2 separate regions of the Sus scrofa genome follow, and region 2 is linked to region 1. The links are chromatin contacts, called in public HiChIP or PLAC-seq maps. All regions are on one chromosome and are shown on one strand. Each heading gives the region's core, a stretch centred on a gene start, on an enhancer-like site or on the middle of the called end of the contact. The rest is flanking DNA. Distances are from core to core; before and after follow the strand shown. Region 1 holds the start of CORO6 (coronin-6). Region 2 overlaps SSH2 (protein phosphatase Slingshot homolog 2).

Region 1 (3,457 bases), core at 263-2,762:
ACAGCCCAGAGAGCTGCAAGAATAGGGTGATTGAGCAATGGCTGGAACTCCAGTTTTGCAATTAGTCCAGGCATCCTCTCCTCTGTGCTACAAAGCATAACTCCCAGTATCAGCACTGAGATAAAGCAGCACTGTCCTTCAAAGAGAGGCAGAAATGCATGGTGCTGAAAGCTTGACCCAGACACCAGACCACTTGGGTAAGAATCTCAGCTCTACTACCTACGGAGTTGAGTGATGCATTAACTATTTAACCTCTTTGAACCTCAGTTTCCTCATCTGTAAAATAGAGGTAATAATAATACCCATCTCAGAAGGCTGTTATCAGAATGGAATTAAAATGTGTAAAGCCCTCGGAGTTCCTGTCATGGCTCAGTGGTTAACGAATCCAACTGGGAACCATTAGGTTGCGGGTTCAATCCCTGGCCTTGCTCAGTGGGTTAACGATCCGGCGTTGCCATGAGCTGTGGTGTAGGTCGAAGACGCTGCTCAGATCCCACGTTGCTGTGGCTCTGGTGCAGGCCTGTGGCTGCAACTCCGATTCGCCCCCTAGCCTGGAAACCTCCATATGCTGCGGGAATGGCCCAAGAAATGGCAAAAAGACCAAAAATAAAAATAAAAAATTAAATGCGTAAAGCCCTTAATACAGTATCAACACACAGTAAGTGTAAGCTATTGTTATTAAGGAGCAACTGTGTCACTCAGGTCTTTTCGTCCTAATCATGTGCCTGGAATTTTTAGATAAAAGGGAGATTCCTCATCTACCCTTATGCCCCCACAATGCTTTAATTATTTCTGGAGCACCTGTAACAGTTTCTGATTCTGTCCCCCACAAGCCACTGAATGCTTGGCCTCCTCCAGAGAAACAAAAGAGCCTTGTGAGGGCCTTCGAGGTTCCCACCACCATCCCTCCTTTTAACCCCAAATGCTGGTCTTTTTCTTCCCCACCCCCACCCCCCTGTCTCTAGGCTGCTTTCTGCCCTCTTCCATGGAATCCTCTCCAACAGGGTGAAATGCCTAGTACAGTGACAGCGTTTTAGGTTCTCAAGAGGTCACTATCACTAATAACAAGGATAACAGTTAACATTCACAGCCCCCTGTCGGGTACCCTCTCAGCTGCCCTGGGCCAGCTGAGACCCTCATCCAAGGGCCCCCAGAGCATGTTCAGGGACCTCTCCTCAGGGCTGTCTGGACGTGTAGTCCCACAGTCTTGGCCCGCTTGTACACGTTAAATTGGGAGTGCGACTGCAGCAAGAATGCAGCTCGAATGCACCTTATCTTGCCTAGCTGCCGGCTCTAAGGGGAACGCGCCCCCTCAGCGCCCAGGTCTGGGACTGGGATCCTGGGCCTCCCCAGCTCACCCTGCAGGCGCGGAGCGAGGGGAAGGAGCGCGCACACACAAAATTACTTTTGACGCTTCTCCGACTCCAGCGGACTGGCCGCGCGGAGTCTGAGGCGCTCGACTTTCCCGCCGCTGAGGGGGGCGGGGCCATTCCGACCCCGCCCCTGCCCTAGGCCCCGCCTCCGCAGGTTGATGGCAGCGGCAGCTGGGACTGCAGCGGCGCCCGGCCCCGAGAGTCGCAGGCAGCGGCCGGAGTGCGCAGCCTAACGTCCGGGCCCCAGACGCCGCGGACACCCGGAGAGGCAGTTCCGGCGCCCTGACGCCTCCCTCGGTCCACAGCGCACCCCCAATCCCCTCCGCAGAGAAGTCGCAGCGTGAGCGCCCCTCGGCCGGCTCGGGACCAGGTACCTCCCCCCTGCCACCGCCGCCACCGCAGCCAGCGGAGCGGGCGGGGTGTCTGGAAGGGACAGAGGTCTGCGCTCCCTCCCCCCACACTCCCGCCGCCAAATTCGGTCCCGGGCGGGGCGGACTTCTTGTCTATATTTGGCCGGACAGCGGCCTGCGCACCCCCAGGGCACAGACACCTCGTCTCACAAGAACGTAGAGCTGGGGCAGGAGGCAGGAGGAGGGTGCGGGGAGGCCCGGCCTAAAGGCCGGGGGCCACAGAAGCGGCTTGAAGGGCACAGGGATGCCCGGGGCTGGGAGGGGCAGGAGTCTGCGGCTGGGGCATTGGAAAAGCCCGATGTGCCCCCTGAGGAAGAGCTTAGCTTGAGCCCCTAGCGGGAGAAAAGGCAACCTGCCTTCCTTACTCCACTCCTGAAAATCTGATTCTGGCCTGGTGGGGGTGGAGGTGAAGGACCCCACCCCGGGAGAGTTTGGTTGGAGAGAGGACCCAAAGGAGAACTGGAAATGAAGAAGGGTAGGCAGAAGCCAGAACATCATGGTTAGGGCCTCTTAGACAAGGCAGTGCAGAGAGGAGTGGAGAAGAGAGCCACCCTTACCTGTGTCCCCACAACAGCATGGGAGGAAACTCTTGAAAACAGTAGCAGGAAGGACTCAGGCTAGCTGACAGGAGGAACATCTCCTTAGCAAATTTTTAGAAAAAGGCAAAACCCCATCCGCCTGTGCCAGAGATGCTGTTTAGGATGGGGCAGGGGCCGGAGTGGGGGATGGTGGGGTGGGGCTGCAGTCCTAGCCCAACAGATGGCCTTAAGCCAAAGCCTCTGATTCTGGACAAGGTGCCTCTGGGAAATAAACCACTTCCGTGAAGTGATGCTCATCCAGGGCTGGCAGTGGGAAGGCAGCCTGGAATTGAGGCTCCTCCCCAAATCACTTTAATTTCCAGAAAGCTTTCAGGCTGGGTCAGGCTCCACCATCTCCCTGGCCTGGTTCTCTAAGATGTCAGACCCCAAATCCTAGCTCCTCGAATGAAGCAGCACTTTAGAGATGGCTAAGAACTTTTCCCTTAAACTTTCTTCAACTTTAATTACCTTGAAGAAGCTCCCTGGAGTTCCTGTCATGGCTCAGTGGTTAATGAACCAGATAGTATCCATGAGGATGCAGGTTTGATCCCTGGCCTCGATTAAGGATCCGTGGGTTAAGGATCTGGCGTTGCTGTGAGCTGTGGTGTAGGTTGCAGACTTGGCTCGGATCTGGCATTGCTGTGGCTGTGGCGTAGCCTGGGAAGCTTCATTTGCCACATGTGCGGCTCTAAAAAGACAAACAACAAAAAAGAAAAGAAAAGAAAAAGCTCCCTGGAGTTCCCGTCATGGCTCAGTGGTTAACAAATCCGACTAGGAACCATGAGGTTGCGGGTTCGATCCCTAGCCTTGCTCAGTGGGTTAAAGATCCGGCATTGCTGTGAGCTGTGGTGTAGGTTGCAGACGTGGCTCGGATCCTGCATTGCTGTGGCTCTGGCGTAGGCCAGTGGCTGCAGCTCCAATTGGACCCCTGGCCTGGGAACCTCCATATGCTGTGGGAGCAGCCCTAGAAAAGCCAAAAAGCCAAAAAAGAAAAAGCTCCCTGCTTCTAGGACCAGTCTATATTAAGTTATGCCTGACTCTTGGCCAGATAACCCTTCTCACTTGCCACTCCCCCACCTCTCCCTCCTCCCACAGC
Region 2 (3,457 bases), core at 503-3,002, 130 kb before region 1:
TTTGAAATGGTTGTTGAAAAGTGCTTAAGTGTGTGTAACTGTGTGATTTTGCATGTTCACCTGATTTCAGAGAAGAAAGACACAGAAAGTGAAATGCGGCCAAGGAGGCTGATACATGAAATCTTGGAGAGACAATAATGCTGCTCAGCCAGGGCCTGGAAACTTGATCAGTCTAAACAAACTGCGTAGTAGCAAATTGCTTGTGAAAGGGTTGAATCAATCTGCTGCGATTTGAACTTTTGGCTCCTGAAAGTCTAGGGCAGGCTGGAAAATAAAAATGAAACCTTATTTACTGGATTGTATTCCAGGCCCACTACTGTGTTCTCTGTATAAAGGAGACATCTACCCAAAGAGGTAAGAGGCAGCAGAAAGATGAGGCAGTGAAAAGGAATCTTCGGGATTTCTTCCCCTATCAAGTGTGAGGGAGTGAGCTTCCAGGGAGAGAGAACTTTTGTCATTAACATATTAGTTCCTTCAGGAAATTCTTGTCTAGAGCCCTTAGAAGAATATTGTGGGGTGCAGGAAAAGGATCAACCACCAGACTATGTTTGATGCCGACTTGCCTAGCACTGTGCTAGACTCTATAAAGTCCACAAAAGAGAGTTACTATATGACTTGCTTTAGCAAAGAGATAAATTATGTGGCATAAAATAGAGAATAAGACCTTGAATAAAAATACAGATTATAAATTCTAAAGGAGTTAGAAAGGTGTCAGCATACCATCAGCCAGGAATTGATCATTGGACTCTATCGGAAGGCCTCAGTTCAAATTCTAACACTGTAAACACTGTAAACTTGAGCACGTCCCTTAATTTTTGAACCTCAGTTTCCTCATCAATAAAATGAAGTGGATAATCCCAGCTACTAGCTCTATTTACCTATACACAGGATTGCAGTGAGAATCAAATGAGGATGAATATGAAAACACTAACACTGTGAAACTTTTAATTAATGAAAGAGCTGAGAATTGAACTAGGCCTTGAAAGTATGTTTTACATGGATAACCTGAAAGCTTGGATAAAGATGGTCTCAGAGTGGAAATAATTTGGACAGAGACAGGAGAGTGAGACTTGGATATAGGAGAACAGCACAGAAACTACCTAATTATAGCAAGGATTTGTTTGGGGAGAATGGGTAAAAAATAATTACACTGATTGTATTGGAGAAGGGATGGAGTTGAGGGTAATACACAATAATGACTGGGTTACAGTTAGATTTAATTATGGAGGATATGAAGGCTATAAGGAAGAGATTGGACTTGATCTGAAAGGGAGTAAGGAACTATTTGGGGGTTTTAAGTAGGGAATTATTATAAAGTATTTAACTCTTATTCGTTTTGATAATCAGTATCTAACAAAGTCCCTGGCCCATGGGTGTTCAGGATTAGTCCAGTTGAGTATAGTTAATCTGTCAATAGTATGTTGACAGACTGAATTGGGCACATATTAGCTTAGATGAGTAGATCTGAGACAGGATGAGTTGGGCACATCTCAGCCTAGACTCTCAGCTTATCACCCAGATATTAGACTGGATCATCTTATTCTTTAAATGTAGCAAAGAATAATAATCCCTGCCCAGCCAGTATGTTTATTTAAAACATCATATGAGGCGTCCCCATCATGGTGCACTGGAAGCAAATCTGACTAGGAACCATGAGGCTGTGGGTTTGATCCCTGGCCTCCTTCAGTGGGTCGGGGATCCGGCATTACTGTGAGCTGTGGTGTAGGTCGCAGATGTGGTTTGGATCCTGCTTTGCTGTGACTGGTGTAGGCTGGCACCTGCAGCTCTGATTCAACCCCTACCCTAGGAACCTCCATGTGCCATGGGCATGGCCCTAAAATTTTTTTTTAATTTTAAAAATTAAAATCAAATGAGATGAGGATCCCGTCATTATCCGCAAATACATTAAATACCTCCTTCATGTAAGAGCTGTGTAAAATTTAAAAAAAAACAAAACTTGGGAACCAAAAAAATATATATAGATATAAGTGCTTTTGAAAATGTCTTGTGATGACTATTAGTTTTGAAGTACGGAGTTCTAAGGGATCTGGTAGCAAGAGGATGGTAAACAACAGCCAAAAGATCATCTTACTGCTATATTTAGTACTGAGTTAGGTCCCTATTATTGTCAGGACTTGCCAGCTATAGCTAGGATCAGGTAGAGGAGAAAACACCAGGTGCAAGAAAGTAGATATTTAAGGTCCCCAGGAGTACTTCCTGTTGGCAATAGACCTTTTCTGACTTAACCTGTTCTGTTGTGAACCCACCTCATCATTCAGACAGTGTAGGATACTGATTAACAAAACAGGTTCTGGAGCCAGAATAACTGGCTGAGTTTGAAATACTGCTGAATTATATTAGACAAATCATTAAACCTCTCTGAGCCTCATAAAGATAATAATAGAATCATAGTGTTATTTGTGGGAATTGAGATACTACGTGTAAACTCTTAATAGAGGATCAGTGAATGTTAGTGCAATAAATATCAGTTATTAGTTTTGTTTTCAAGAACTTCTCTGCTCCTCTAAATTCCATTTTTTTGTTATTTCCAAATTTATTTCCCATTTTTCTATCTCTGTCTCACTTCATTCCAGAACATTGATGGTATTAGGCCACATTTGGCTCATTCACCTATAATTTCTTCTGCAGCATTAGCATCTAACAAGATCTTAAAATACCTTCTGAATTAAAAATTACATTGTATTCAGAGTTCCTATCATGACTTAGTGGTTAACAAACCCAGCTAGCATCCATGAGGACACAGGTTCAATCCTTGGCCTTGCTCAGTGGGTTAAGGATCTGGCATTGCCATGAGCTGTGGTGCGGGTTGCAGATGCAGCTCAGATCCCGTGTTGCTGAGGCTTTGGCATAGGCTGGGAGCTAAAGCTCCAACTGGACCCCTAGCCTGGGAACCTCCATATGCTGTGGGTGCAGCCCTAAAAAGATTTTAAAAAAAATATTATCTTCAAAATAGTTTAAGTACTGTATATATTTCTATAGTCTAATTCTTTGGAATCAATTATCTATAATACAGTTCTTCATAATTTTTTTTTATAATTTAGTGTATTTTCCTAGTTTCCTTAAGCATGTTTTACTTTCCTCATACACACACACATATATATGTGTATATAGGTTTTAATGTAATTTTCTCATATATATATATATATATATATATATATATATATAGTGTGTGTGTGTATATATATATAGTTTTTAATGTAGTATGTAAAATATATGTAGAATGGAATCTTGGGCCCTGAGCTAATTTAATAGATCACAGTGTTAGAAGAGAGTCAAAGATTCCATGGGAAAGTAAAAATCTAAACCCTTTTTAGGAGGGCAATTTGATAATGTCTGCCAATTCCTAGGATGTTTAAAATATTTTAACCAACTACCACTTCTACCTGTAGGTATCCATCCAACAAATATATTCACATGTATGCCCAAAGATTGTGTG

What was found. HiChIP or PLAC-seq counts read pairs in DNA pulled down with a chosen protein or histone mark.
Region 2: an H3K27ac HiChIP or PLAC-seq map of skeletal muscle shows a contact between it and region 1. The contact joins the enhancer-like site here to the promoter of CORO6 in region 1. A contact is called at or near these places in 5 of 47 Hi-C or Micro-C datasets (blood, embryonic fibroblasts, omental adipose tissue and 2 more) and 2 of 2 datasets of contacts at active chromatin or transcription factors (alveolar macrophages and skeletal muscle).

What each region holds. Positions count from the first base shown.
Region 1 is chr12:45,812,649-45,816,105 of Sscrofa11.1, reverse strand. It overlaps CORO6 (coronin-6), which reads left to right and starts at 1,512. Exons shown (of 13, transcript XM_021067517.1): 1 at 1,512-1,743.
Region 2 is chr12:45,938,851-45,942,307 of Sscrofa11.1, reverse strand. The region is part of intron 3 of SSH2 (protein phosphatase Slingshot homolog 2); the gene reads left to right. Among named protein-coding and RNA genes, the nearest start is that of CORO6, 130 kb to the right of the region's middle. Within about 2 kb of position 1,752, at least 2 of the 83 cell types and tissues checked have an H3K27ac peak or open chromatin away from gene starts, as enhancers often do. A contact at or near this core is called in skeletal muscle, where this site is marked.